2 separate regions of the Gossypium hirsutum genome follow, and region 2 is linked to region 1. Evidence: chromatin contacts called from public Hi-C data. All regions are on one chromosome and are shown on one strand. Each heading gives the region's core, a stretch centred on a gene start, on an enhancer-like site or on the middle of the called end of the contact. The rest is flanking DNA. Distances are from core to core; before and after follow the strand shown.

Evidence for each region. Hi-C and Micro-C count contacts between places; a contact is called where the count stands out from the background.
Region 2: a Hi-C map of leaf shows a contact between it and region 1, with 2.1 times the contacts expected there. The contact joins the promoter of LOC107908410 here to the promoter of LOC107907726 in region 1. A contact is called at or near these places in 6 of 34 Hi-C or Micro-C datasets (callus, hypocotyl and leaf).

The regions. Positions count from the first base shown.
Region 1 is chrD02:68,664,336-68,671,375 of Gossypium_hirsutum_v2.1, reverse strand. It overlaps LOC107907726 (gamma-glutamyl peptidase 5), which reads left to right and starts at 4,410. Exons shown (of 4, transcript XM_041089152.1): 1 at 4,410-5,021. The coding sequence starts at 4,710.
Region 2 is chrD02:68,802,939-68,809,978 of Gossypium_hirsutum_v2.1, reverse strand. LOC107908410 (MADS-box transcription factor 23-like) reads right to left here and starts at 3,532. Exons shown (of 7, transcript NM_001327001.1): 1 at 3,351-3,532. The coding sequence starts at 3,532.

The DNA of each region.
Region 1 (7,040 bases), core at 3,161-5,660:
GTATTAAATACTAACCCTAAATTTATTATACAAATTTAGAATACTAAAATTTTATTATTTAGAAAAGTTAAAAATAAAATTTTACCATTACATTAATTTATAGTTTCAAAACTATTAAAATGATATTTTTCATTGACAATTATAAAAAATTTCCTAAATATTATATATTAAATTAAAATATTATTATTTTGTATATGGATTTTTTTACTATGTTGCCTTGTGTCATTGTATAATATTAAAATTTTAAAAGTTAAATCAAAGTTGACACAAATTACTCATTTATTTGTCAAACTAAAAAACTCCACAATGTATCAAATAAATTTTTTGATAATGACCAAAGTGATAATATAAATATAAAGCATATGGGTAATGAATCACAATTTTTAATTAGTTAAAATATGTTGTTAATGTGCTTCCATCTATGCTTAACAAATTAAAAAATATATTTCCTTATAGTTTTTCAATTTAAAACTTTTAATCTTACATTTTCTTTAAGTGTAGTTTTTCAAGAAAGGTGTGACAGTCAGTTTTGCGCTTTTGCTCTATTTATATAGGATCGTGGAAACTTGAAGGCAAGAGTTAACTTGAGCGATATTGAAACTTAGAAGGAAAGTCCTTGCTTGTTGTTGTACTCAAGCTTATTTGGATTACATATTTGTATGTGATATGGAGTCAGAGGAGCAATAGGTATTTTGGTGCATCTTTCTTGACTGAAGATGCTGTCTTGGTGCAAATTAAAGAGATTGTGTGGGCTCGTTTAAAAAGAAGACCAATCAATAGAACTTATCCTATTAATGCTTCACTTCGTGGTTCTTGGAGTATTATTGGTTAATTTGTTTATATAGCTTAAAGTTACTGTACAATATTTTTTATTCTTTGTAACAGTTTAACTGTTTTCTTGGATTAATAAAATTTACCGTTCATTCAAAAAAAATTTTAAAACTCTTAATCCAATAATTAAAACATTTAATGTTTTTATCAAACTTTCTAATTTTATCAGATTATTTTTCTTATAATATGACATATGATTGATGAAAAATAAATATATCAAATTAATTTTTTAATAAAAAATATTTAATGATATTAATAATTGAATTATCGTATTTAAATTAAAAAGGTAAGATTATTTATTTTTTAACTTTTTAAGATTAAATTTTAAATTATAATCAAGCACCACAGCAAAAGATTGATAGCACTTTCAACTTGAATAAAAACCACAATCAAATTATATTAAACTATCATAATCAGAAAATTTGTTGCTTTGTCAATCTCAATAACAACTGATAGCTCCTTTGGGATGTCTTCAAACACTTGCGTAATTAAACTCCTCTCCGAAGCCATCTTGACAAATCGATTAACAACTTAATTTCTCTCTCTTGAAATGTGCTTGAATTTCTATTGATCTATGATCTGTAAAATCATGTGGATCATTCTAATCAAAGCTGAAGTTAAATAAGATAAATGAGTATATTGAAGAGCTTTGACAACCTCTAAACTATCTAGTATCTGTATGGATCAAAAGATTATTATGTCTATTTCTTTGGACAAGAGTCAAACCATCCAAAATTCCTTAGAGTTTTGCATCGAAAATAAAGTAAAATCTCAAATATCAATTGTATCTAATGATTCGTTCCAATTTTACTTATATATCGCCTCTATCCAATTGCGACCCACCCTACATTCAACTTAACAGCTCCATCAATATATAAAGAGATCCACTTACCTATCAAAAGAACTATTATCAAGTTCAAACTGTCCATGGCAAACCCTGTTTAAATGCTAACGTATATTATTTTTTCTAACTCACTAAGACTTAATAAGTTCAGGATTCAACCTCTTTAATTCAATAAATAAGTACCAAAATCAATACATGAAGCTGAAGGTACAATAAATAAATCAATCAATTAAAGCAGAAAAAAGGTTACTAAAAGCGCGATCCTTTAAAATGTAGCGTAATTATATTTACTGAAACAAATGTTTAATATATCCCAAAAGTCCGGTAAGTAAAATCAATCCCTTTAATGAAAATATATTATATATAATAGAAATTTTATCACAAGTAAAAAAATTATAAATTTAAAAAATATGTATTTTTATATAATAAACAATGAAACGTATGTTAATCATAATAAAACATAAAATATGTACGGCATCAAGATAAAAAATTAGATATACAACATGTAGAAATAATAAATCATGCATATATTAAAAAAATGTGTTAAAAACATCAAATTAAACTTTAAGTTGAGTGGTAATTTAAGATTTTACTAATCAAATTGGCACGAGTTTAAATCTTATTATATGCATATTTTTCTTGGTTTTTATTAAAATGAAAAGATTAAAATATCCTCGAATTATATGACTCATTTTTATTATGGAAGGATATATCCGTAATTTTTAACTAAGTTTATACCTGATTTCTTGATTTTTATTAAAATGAAAATATTAAAATATCTTCAAATAATATGACTCATTCTAATTATGGAAGAACATATCCTTAATGTTCTAATCGAGTTGATACTCAATTAATTTTAACACTAATTTAATCATAGATTTTATTAATAGTATAGATAGTATTAATTAGTTGCAATTAAACTTTATTTGCTTAATTATCTATTGATATTTTTAATAGACTTTTTATTTGAGAATCTAGTATTTTAATATCTATACCCTTAACAATAATTTTTAAGATCCAAATTGATAATTATCTTAATGTCACTTTATCAGGTTTACTATATATAAACATTTTTTTTTCTGACAGAAATGTAGGGCCTATTCTTCATGCTTAAAAAATTACTTTTGACTTAAAAAATACTTTTAGAAGAAGAGCTGTACAGAATAAGTTGCTTTTGGCTGAAATTTTTAACTTTTCAGAAATATTTTTTCTCTCCCAAAAGCACTTTTGGTGCTTAATTACTTTTTCACCCATCCAATAACATAGTACTTTCTTTTTTTTTCTTGGTGCTTAATTACAAATGTGTTAAAATCATTAATTAAAAATAAAAAAATATTTTTTTAAAATACTAATTACAAATATTTAAATATTTAAAATATAATTTATATATTCTAATTAAATTTTATAAATAATTAATATTTATTGCTTAAAAATATTTAAAATTTATATTTCATATATTAAAATATTAACAATAAGTTATAATAAATTTTTATATTCTTACTAAAGTATAATAATATTAACTAATTTAAATATTATTTAAATGCATATTTGTTACTTGATAATAACATGTCTTGAACATTTTATTTCTCAAAAGCACTTTTTGATAGCAACGATAAACACTAAAATTTTAAATTAAACTTTTCAAAAGCACTTTTCAAAAGCATTGCCAAACTAGCCCGTAGAAATATATCTTTATCCAATAATATAATAAAAGATGAATATAGTTGGTCTTCATACGATGGTCTGATGGTTAAGGGTGTTTACTGTCTCAAGTGTGTTCTTGATTTAAGTTGCGCTAGTCGCCTTTGTTGTTCGGACTTTACTCTATTATTATAATTCACCAAAAAAATGAATTGATATATTTTTAAAATTTGAATTTACGATTCAAATATTTTATTATCACATATATAATATCGTGTCAATTTGTGATATTCACATAAAATCACAAAAAAGAAACTACATTATTTTAGTTGATAGATTTAACAAGTAACGATTGAGATAAAGATTGAATTTTCAAAATTTTAAAAAATATAAAAATTAAAAATAATTAAATTAAGAATCAATGATTAAATCTACAAGTTATGCTTCCTACAAGAGTAATAGCAAATTTTAACCCAACATATATAAATGAATATATATAAAAAATATTAATATGTTAATATATAAAAGGCTTAAATATATTATTTGGTACTCGAGTTTGATATTTTTTTTCTAATGTGGTACATGTATTTGACAAAAATTATTTTATTTTGGTATTTGAAGGTAAAAGGGTTAATTTTTTTTGTTTAATTTGGGTTTTAGGGTTAATTTGATGAAAGTTAATTGCTAATATTATTATGTTTGAATTTTTCATGATTTTTAATGGAATAAAAGTAATGTTAATTGTAAATTTATTTAATTTTACATTTAGTTTATCAAATAAATTTGGTTTTAAAATAAATTTGGTAAAATTTAATTACTAATCTTATTAGTTAATTAAAAATTTTCATTAAATCAATTTTAAATCCTAAAATTAAACACTAAAAAAATTAATATCGTTAGCTCCAAATATTAAAAAAATATATTTTTGTCATCACATTAGACTAAAAAATAATACAAATACCACATAAAAAAAGTCAGATTCATATTTGTATTAAGTCTATATAAAATATGGATTTTAATATATCAAAATTATATAAATATAAAAACAATAATTGTCAATGACTATAAAACCATCTAATTCGGTAAGCCAGCTGTGAAGGAGAAGGGCAAATTGGGCAAAGCATATCTGCTAAGGCCATAGTTTTAATTGAGGTTACCTAATCCTCACCATAATAAACGCTCAAAAATCTTTAACATTCCTAAAACAACACACCAAGAGGAACAGCAAAATCTCTCTCACTCTGCAAATCATAGAGAGAGAACTTTTTTTTATCTCTTTCACTCTCTTTCTCTCTCTAAACATTCAAGCTTTAGCCTTCAACACATCTATATTTATAAAGAGAAAGAGAGGGGGAGATAGTTCTTGTTTTAAGGATTTGAAATTATTATTATTATGGGGGATGGGAAGAGATTTGCTGTGCTTCTGTGTGCGGAGGATTCCGATTATGTTAAGAAGAGGTACGGAGGATATTACGGGGTGTTCGTCGAAATGCTAGCGGAGGACGGCGAGGCGTGGGAAGTTTTTAAGGTGGCCAATGGCGAGTTCCCTGACGATGATGAGATCGCGAACTTTGACGGCTTCGTTATAACCGGGAGTTGCAATGATGCGCATGGGAACGATGTTTGGATCTGCAAATTGATTGCTCTTTTGAAAAAATTGGATTCCATGAACAAAAAAGTTCTCGGGATTTGCTTCGGTCATCAGGTATTTTTTTTTTCATTTCCTTTGAATTCGTGAATTTTCTTTTACAGCATTCGATTGTTTGTTAAAAATTTCTGTTGAACATTTCAAACTGGAACCTTCGCTTTTGGGATTTTTCTGAGAATATCTTAGCCGGAAAATGAACTCAAATCCTCATTAATATTAGGGGTAAAAAAAATAAAAACAAACTAGTTTCCTTTTGTCAGTTCCGATTACTGAAATTAATATACATGGAAAGCCCTGAGCTATCCAAGTATTTGAAAAAACGTGTTTCAACTCAGTTTTAGGATTGTGATCCCTCGGGCTTCGAGTCGACTCGTCAAAAAAGGGTGGTCCATCAACTGTCGCTCTCTGAACTGAGTCACAAAACAGTTGCAGATTGCTCCGCTTTAAGAAATACTATAAATTTGAATTAATCTATTTAGAGTATAATTTTAATAAATAACTAAAATATTAAAATATATTTTCATAATTTTAAAATTTTAAAATTATAAAAAAATTAAAATATTTTACTAAAATAATTTTTAAATGAAAATAAAATATATTATCTTAAAATTCAACTTCACAAATTTTAAAAACCGTATTATGTTGTCATAATTAAAATACAATCTTAGTTTAAAAAAATAAAATGAAAAAATAGTTATAAAATTTTTTAAGACTTGAATTAGTAATTTTGATATAAAATATCTAAAATACTAAAGAAAATAATTAAGAATATAAAAATAATTAGTTAAATCAATTAAAAAAATAATGTCTTGATTAAAATACAAATAATGAAAGTAATGGAATTTGGAAAAAAGATATAAATGAATTGTTACACTTTTCCTAAAATAAACTATTGATAATAAAATAAAATTATATGTTCAATTACAAAAACTTGATTTTTTTGGTATTTTATTGCAAATGCATACTTTGAAAATTTTAAATATTAGATAACCAATTTGGATAATAAGTTAGTAACCCTTCAACAAACTAATAATGGTTTTTTACAATATATTCAATTTTTTGTATAATATTGAAAATAATGTAAATAGATAATAGACTAATTATTTTAATTAAATTTAGAGAAAAAATTAAAATTTTTGTAAAAAATAACTTTAAAATTTAAATGAGTAGATGAATGATTATTAAATCAAAATTTAAAAGTAAATATAATAAAAATATATAATTTTTATTTACAATTTGTTTGAATTTTGTATTCCACAATAATTTTTTTTTAAATTTCTTTTAAAAATACTCGCTTCCATTCAATCAAAGAAAATATTAATGTAAGCGTCAGCATTTAGGGTGGTGCCAACCTCTTGGCAGGGGCTCAATTTTTATTTGATTCCAAAATAATAAAATTTTAAAAAATTTATAAACTATTAAAATAATAAAATTACATTTTAACTTTTATAATAATATATAATTAAATGTTGCCATTCTGACTTTTTCCTTATCCACCGTATCAATTTTTATCCAGCATTTTATAATTTAGTTTATTATCTATATATAATTAGATTTTTAAATTTTGAAAAAATGTGAAATAATAAATCTTCAGCATTGCTTTTTTTAAATGTTCTTCTTAACAATTTCATAAGTTTTGATCATATCTATTCTTTTTGACCCCATGCTTACAATTCTCTATAAACTCTTCCCAACTCATAAATGGGAGGATAATGCGTTTCAGCGCAATTGAACCCACGTCTTCTTGCATTGACAATAATACACATATCAATCGAATTAAGATTTTATCATCTTTCTTTTAATAATTTTGAAATGGAAATGGTTAGGTGTGCAAAAATTATTAGAATTATTTCACGTGTACAAAATGTTATTGTCAATATGGTTGGATTCTAATATTCACAAAGGGCCCAAGTTTAGGTGGTGGGAAAGTGTTTTGAACATGCACTTCATTCTGGTATGATATGAGCCATTATTTACACGTAGTACGTGTTTCTTTTTCCTTTTGGTTAGCGTGTAATTTGCTCTTTAGTATATTACATAGAAATTCTTACCATTCAAGTCGATGAATTTGTGTTT
Region 2 (7,040 bases), core at 2,283-4,782, 140 kb before region 1:
TATTGCCTAACAATCTGAATGTTTCTTTTTCATTGTTTGGCGACATGGTTTGCCTCCCAACCGGGTGCTAAAGTTTTGAGAAGGACTTTTTTTGCCATCTCCGAGTCAATTTGGTTGTTTAAGAATGATATGTTGTTTAATGGTAAATTGTTGGATTGGGAGTAACTTGTTAAGCTTGCTAAGCTAAGATTAGCTTGGTGGTGGCTAAGTGCCAATGTTCTTGGTACTAATAAGGTGGTTCTCTTGGAAAAGTTTGTTCCTTTAAATAAGTTGCAAATTCAAAGTTTGTGAAGGGCCTAGTCCTTTTCGGAGCTAGATTTTCAGAAGTTTAGTGTTGACGACTCTTTTATGGGGATGGAGAATATCACACAAACTTATCTTGGAAAGTGGCAATGCTAATATTGTGTGTTGCAGGGCTGAGCAAAAGAAACTGGGAAAATCGAAAAATCGACTTGAACCGATGCATTTAATTTAGTTCAATTTTAAATTGATGTTCTCACTCAAACCTCACAATTCAGTTTAGTTTTGGTTTTTCCACATGGGACCTATTATATCTAAATCAAACCAAATGAAAAAAAAAACATGTTTAAAGAAATGATCATAATAGAATTATAGATGGACCATTTTAATATATATATATAGACTAATTCATTTATCTCAATTATTATTATGTCATTTAAAAAAGCTAAATTCAATTATTATTATGTCATTTAAAAAAGCTAAATATACTCATACAAAAAATTAAAGTTATGGAAGTCTTTCATAAAAAAAAGTTATGAAAGTTTAATTTTATATTAGTTTAAGTGGATGATTCTTTAAATATGATAATTATAATTATAAGCATAATCATAATTCTAATTTTAGAAAAATAGTTTATGGAACTTTATAATATTTTATTTAGGCATAATTATAAATTTAGCTTTCAACGTTTACATCTTTCATCAATTAGATCTTTTTTTAACTAAATTTGACTATTAATCTTTTAAAAAGAGTCAAAATACTTTTTAGAAGAAATGATGATCAAAACATTAATTTTTTAATGATGTTGGTGGCAACTCGCATGGAGTCCACGTGTGCTTTATGCTAACATGACACTATTTGTTTAATATGTCACATTAACAAATAATTTAAAAATTATTAAAAATATTCAAATAATAATAAAAATAAATTTGAAAAATATAAGAAGTTAATACAAATTAGCATTAAGTATATGTGGCTTACCTTACAAGCTATCATGTTTAAAAAGTGACCGTTTTACTCAGTATTTCTGTTAAAAAATAACAATTAATACTTTTTAAAATGTTAATGGTCAAATTCGATACTTCTTAAAAGGTTAGAGGCCAAATTTAATTTAAAAAAAGTCAAATTGACAAAAAATATAAACATTAAGGGGCTTAATTTGTTATTATGTTTTTCATTTATAAAAAAACAATCATTCACAAGTTGTCAATTATATATATTGTTTATATGACATTTTGCAATGACTTAGTTATAACTAATTAAAGAAAGCAACTAATTAAAAGAAACAATACAATAAAACATTAGGTATATGAATGATTTATGTATTAGTTTTCTTTTAACTTCAAATAATTTTTTAAGAGTCTTGTGAATAATTACGATATTATTTAATTATTTAATTCACTTATAAATATATAAATAAAGCTAAAGTATGTATTGTGATTGTGGTGAAAAAAATCGAAAATTACGGTATTTTTTTACGAATAAAGTCAAAATTTAAAAAAAAAACTACCGAATCAAATCGTAATTATTAGTTTGAAACCCCAAAATTTCAAACCTAGATCTTCTCAGATTCTAGTCCTTGCCTACATCAGTTGGGCAATCTCAAAAAGCTTTTAGCTTAGAGGTGTGGGTGCCGAAATTATAAGGGGAGAAAAGAGCAAAAACAAATGGGTTTCTTCTAAGGGTTTAAATTTTGTATTTTTTGGCTTTTTTAATTGAAATTACGTGGAAACTCATCATACCTACGTGTATTAGCCAGCTAAGACCAAAATAACGATGTGTAAACTACCAAAAAAAAATTCATGCCATCTAAAGGTTTATTGACTTATTTGCTTAAAATAAAAATTTTATTTTAGATGATGAACTAACATTTATAAGCATAAATTTAAAAATATTTTATTATCATTGTTTAATAAAAAATGCATTAATTATAAAATATCATAATTATAGTATCTTTTATAAATTTCAAGTAGTTAGCTCAAAAGAATTTTCCATAATCATGCTGCAAAATTTATGCAATCCAAATCTATGTACCTCCTTCAAATTAAATATAATATAGAAATACCCTTTCTATAATTTTTCTCCCAACTACTCTAACCAAGATATATATGCATGCATGCATGCATCAATCTCTCTAAGCCAATGAAAAATGGTGTAATTTAGCCAAGATTACACTTCCCCATTCTTAATTTTCTTCGTTTGCTCATCTCCATGCACACACATATATGTATGTGTACATATATAGCTTTTTTTTGCTAAGTCTATACGTATACATATTCCTTTGAAAGTAATAGCAAGTGTGTTCATGATGGGGCCTATGAGAACTATTCAAACAATCAGCCTTAAAGGTGACTTCTAATGGGTATGAGATCTGAATCCAATCATTATTTTGTAACTCCATTATTCTTTGACTATGACCTCTTTTTGAAAAAAATTCAAGTCTGTAAACTATATCCTAAGATTCTTTGTTTCATACTTCATAGTTCATACCAAAATTTCCAGTTAGTGAATGAAAACAATTAAAGAGGACAACCTATTGTAAAAATAGCAAACTCAGATCATCAGAACAAGGATTATAATTCATAATGTTAAACAGAACCCCACAATTAGATGATGTATACAAACATTATTACTATATATAGTTCAATTAATTTGTTTTTTTTTTCGTAGTGTGAAGTTGAAATTGTTAGCATGTATTTTGGCTTTGCTAAAGAAGAGAAAGGGGAAGTAAATTTCGTAATTAAAAACAATGTTAGTCAGAAATTTTTTTATTTCTTCAAATATATATATATACTCATAGAATTCATACTTATCTTGAATCGAAATAACCATGCAAAATCTTCAATGTCTTTTAGTAATCTCAAACTTCTTGATTTTCAAACTTACTGTTTGCATGCATGTTGACGACAATGGAAGGGAAAAAAAAAGGTGGTGAACTCTACTTCATGTTAGCCTTAAAAAGGAAGGGGCTAAGAAAAAGGAATAAAACCCAATCTTTTATAATAATTATTAGTAATAACTGGAAAAAAAAAGGATAACAAAATTATTATTAAATAAAATAAATAAAAACACATCAAAAAAAATGAAAAAGGAAAGAAAGAGAAACTGACCTAGTACTGGCATAATCGTAAAGCTTGCCGGTGCTGGAAAAGATGATTAATCCAACTTCAGCATCGCAAAGGATCGATAACTCCCTCGCTTTCTTCAGCAATCCATTTCTTCTCTTAGAGAAAGTTACTTGCCTGCTCGTTGAATTGTCGATTCTTCGAATCACTAACTTCCCTCTTCCCATATCCCCTCTGTTTATAATAATTTATCCTTCCTTTCAATCTTAGGGTTTTTAATCGCTTCTATTCTCCTAGATCGCCCCCAATTTCAGCCCTAGAAAATCTCAGATCAATGTCCCGAAATAAAACTCAAGCCAAATTTACAATAAAACTAATTAGAAAAAAGTCAAAATAGAAAGAAAATATGATTTCGAGCAGTTAAAAGATGAATTAGATATAGATCGTATATATATAAAGACAAAAGCTTACTTGTTTTAAGATAACTACTGAAGCGACGCAAGTTCTTTTCCTCTTTCTTTTTTTTTTCTCTTTTTGGAAGAGAAAGTTTTTGAGAAAAGTAGAAAGAAAAATTGAACTCGATGGAAGACGAAATTATATTTATGCTGTAAATGGAAAGCTTAAAGCGGTTTTCAAACATCAAATGAAAACCTCTTTTTGGACTTAAAACATGGAGCCCGAAACAGCTTAGCGGTTTTATTAAGGAATTTACATTTCGTTTAATAGGGCTTACGCGCGAGTGTGTGGATCACTTTTGTACGCGCTACATATGAGTGACGTCTGTCGCAGTGAATCAAACAAAGCAGTGTCGACATCCGGAAGAGAATCGGGAGAACTGTTGGAGTCGCAAACATAGATTTGAATGGACACGTTTCAGGAGATGAAAGCGAATAGGGTAATGTATGTACTCGAAGGTGGGTTGGAGAGAGAGTATCCTCGGACTGTCAGACTGCCCCCCCAGGATTCGTGGGTGGACGGGCGTGGAAGTAGTGAAAAAAGTGGAAAGTGAAAGCACTATGGGGTTGACGTATAGATGATCGACACGTTTGCTACAAAATCGAGGGCCGTACAATTATTTTATTTGTCAAGGACTTTTTTTTCCTTTTTCCTAATTGGTTGGGGGAAATAATTGCCCTACTCTTTCTGTTATTGACAAATGAATTAATTTCAACTTGTAGGTTTCCATTCCAAAGGATATTTTTCCTTTTTAAATAATATATATACAATTATTAAAGTAGACCTGTACATGGGTTGGGTAATAGGTTGGGTAAGTAAGCTTGGTTCAGTTCGAATTTAGGCTTAGATAATGAGTTTTAACTTTAGATTAGTTTAGTTAAACTAAATTTAAGTTTAAATTTAAATTTTTTCTAAAATACGATCGCGGGTTGATTCAACTCGTATACATATGTAAATTAGAGTAGTCAATATTGTATCAATTGGATTATTGTTTTTGTTTTGAACTAGAGGTGTAAATAAGATACTAGTGCTTGCAACTTATTCTAGTTTAACTTGAAAAAGAATTAATTTTGATTTAGTAATTATCAAGCTGAGATCAAGCTCTAGTGGCTCAAGCTATATAAATTCATACTAGTTGAGCTTGAGCTTACAACTATTTGAGTTCAACTCGACTTGATTACACCCTATTTCGAATGCTCATAAAATTTACACTATTTTGTTTTGAATTTATCAACATTTTCTAAAATTTCTTAGCATCTATACTACTTATAAAGTCTTAATTGAATTGTTGTCACGAATTACCCAGACACCAATTTAATTCAGGTAACAATAAATAAATGAAAAAAAAATTAAAAAACAACAAATTTTATTATAAAAGTATTTACAACTTTTAATAAATTTATAATTGTTTTTAAAATAAATAACTTAAACTACAACCTTAAAACAAACCTTAAAAATGAACGAGTTGTTAAATTAAAAACAAAATTAAGGGAAGATCCAATCCTTGATGTTGATGTTATATATATATATATATTGTTGACTATTTTTGTTGTGTCCTTTTGGCGGAGAGAATTGAGTATTTATATGGCATGGTTACTGTTCATAAATTGACGTTATAGATAGGCTCTATGCATGTCAACACGTATACCATTCTAGACTTAACACATGTTCGCTGGTCTAAGTGTTCGCCAGTTCACTCGTTTGGCTTTGTACTCTGTGCTTACGAACACCCATTGCGCACTGGGCTTGTGAGCTCACCCTACGAGCCCTCTTGCGAGCCCTTTAACGTATCCACCTAGTGGGATCTAAACTCGGGTCGCAGATCAATAACCCAAATTATATCCGAGTTTCGGGTTGGCAATCGAATATACCATAACATATATATATATATATATATTCCTCCACCACACCACACCACACCATATCATATAATCTATTTTCCATTTTCCATTTTCCATTTTTTTTTCATTTTTCAAGTTTAAGTTAATTATTATTAAAGTGAAAGAACAGGTTGGTATTCCATATTAAAAAGAAAAAGAAAAAGAAACAGGTAGGTATAGGCAGCCAAAGTAAACAAATAATTAATAAAAAATCTTATCCTTAGTAATAACTATTATCATTTTTCAATCTATAAAGTGGTTGTTAATAAGAAAGACCTTTCAATCATTTTTAAAAAATGATATGTATATATTAACTTTTAAACTTTAGTCCTCTTAAAAGAGTAAAAAATGTTAAAAGTTAGGATCTTTCTTTTATCATAATTAATCAAAGCTTCTCTAGTTTTGTTAATCTATCGTAATCCATAGGATAATTTTTATTATTCAACTTCGATAAAATCGAAACAATTCAAGTGCATGTGCTACCCAACAAATCAAAGTATTTTTTTAGTCATAACATTCGAATTCAGAGTTTAAGACAAAATTTCCCATTTTAATTAAAGCTTCAATTGAAAGCATGGTGTACGAATGAACTAGGAATATGCAAAATTTGTAGTTGAAATATTTATAAAATCTATCAAAATATATAGCCCCTTTGTGTTGATCCATGCTAGTGGGCAGTATTAATTTAATGATGCTTCCCTGCTGTAATCAGTACAAAGTTCAATATAGAAAAAAAAGAAAAAGAAAAAGAATTAATGGAGGTGAAAATGCAGGTGTGCAAGTTGGTCAGCAAGTGGTTGATACATATGCATGGGAAAATCCGCGATGTTGGCAAAGTTGTTTCTTTTCGACTTCAATAAGGTTTCCAAAAATGGAAATTTTAAGGCATGTGGAAGCCAAAATCTTGTGAGAAAAGGTTCAAATCTTGCTCTTTTCTGCAATTATATTGCTTGTAATTGGAACTTGGAAGTTGCAACTATCAATGATCAACCTTCATTTCATTTCCACATTTCCAAACGAACATATAATATATATTTATTAGTACTTTTTAAACGTAATGGGCATTTTTTTCTTTTAAATTTTTAATCTACCATTAATCACTTAAACTCTTAATTAATTGGGGATCGTGCGACTTAGTCTACTCTGATATGCAATTTTGGGAGTGTGATTCGAGGTCCTATAGGGAGTTGGATTGTTCATTTCAATTTAAGCATGGATATATATACAGATACTCAAGTATAACTTTGGGCCATCATCAACGGGCCATCAAATGCATGAGAAAGTTGAGAAAAGAGGGTTTGGACAAGTCTATTGGAAACTGCCAAGATGTCCATGAAAAGAGCGTCTTTAATTAGAGAGTGTAACTCATTATATTATATGGATTTGAAATATTCATTTA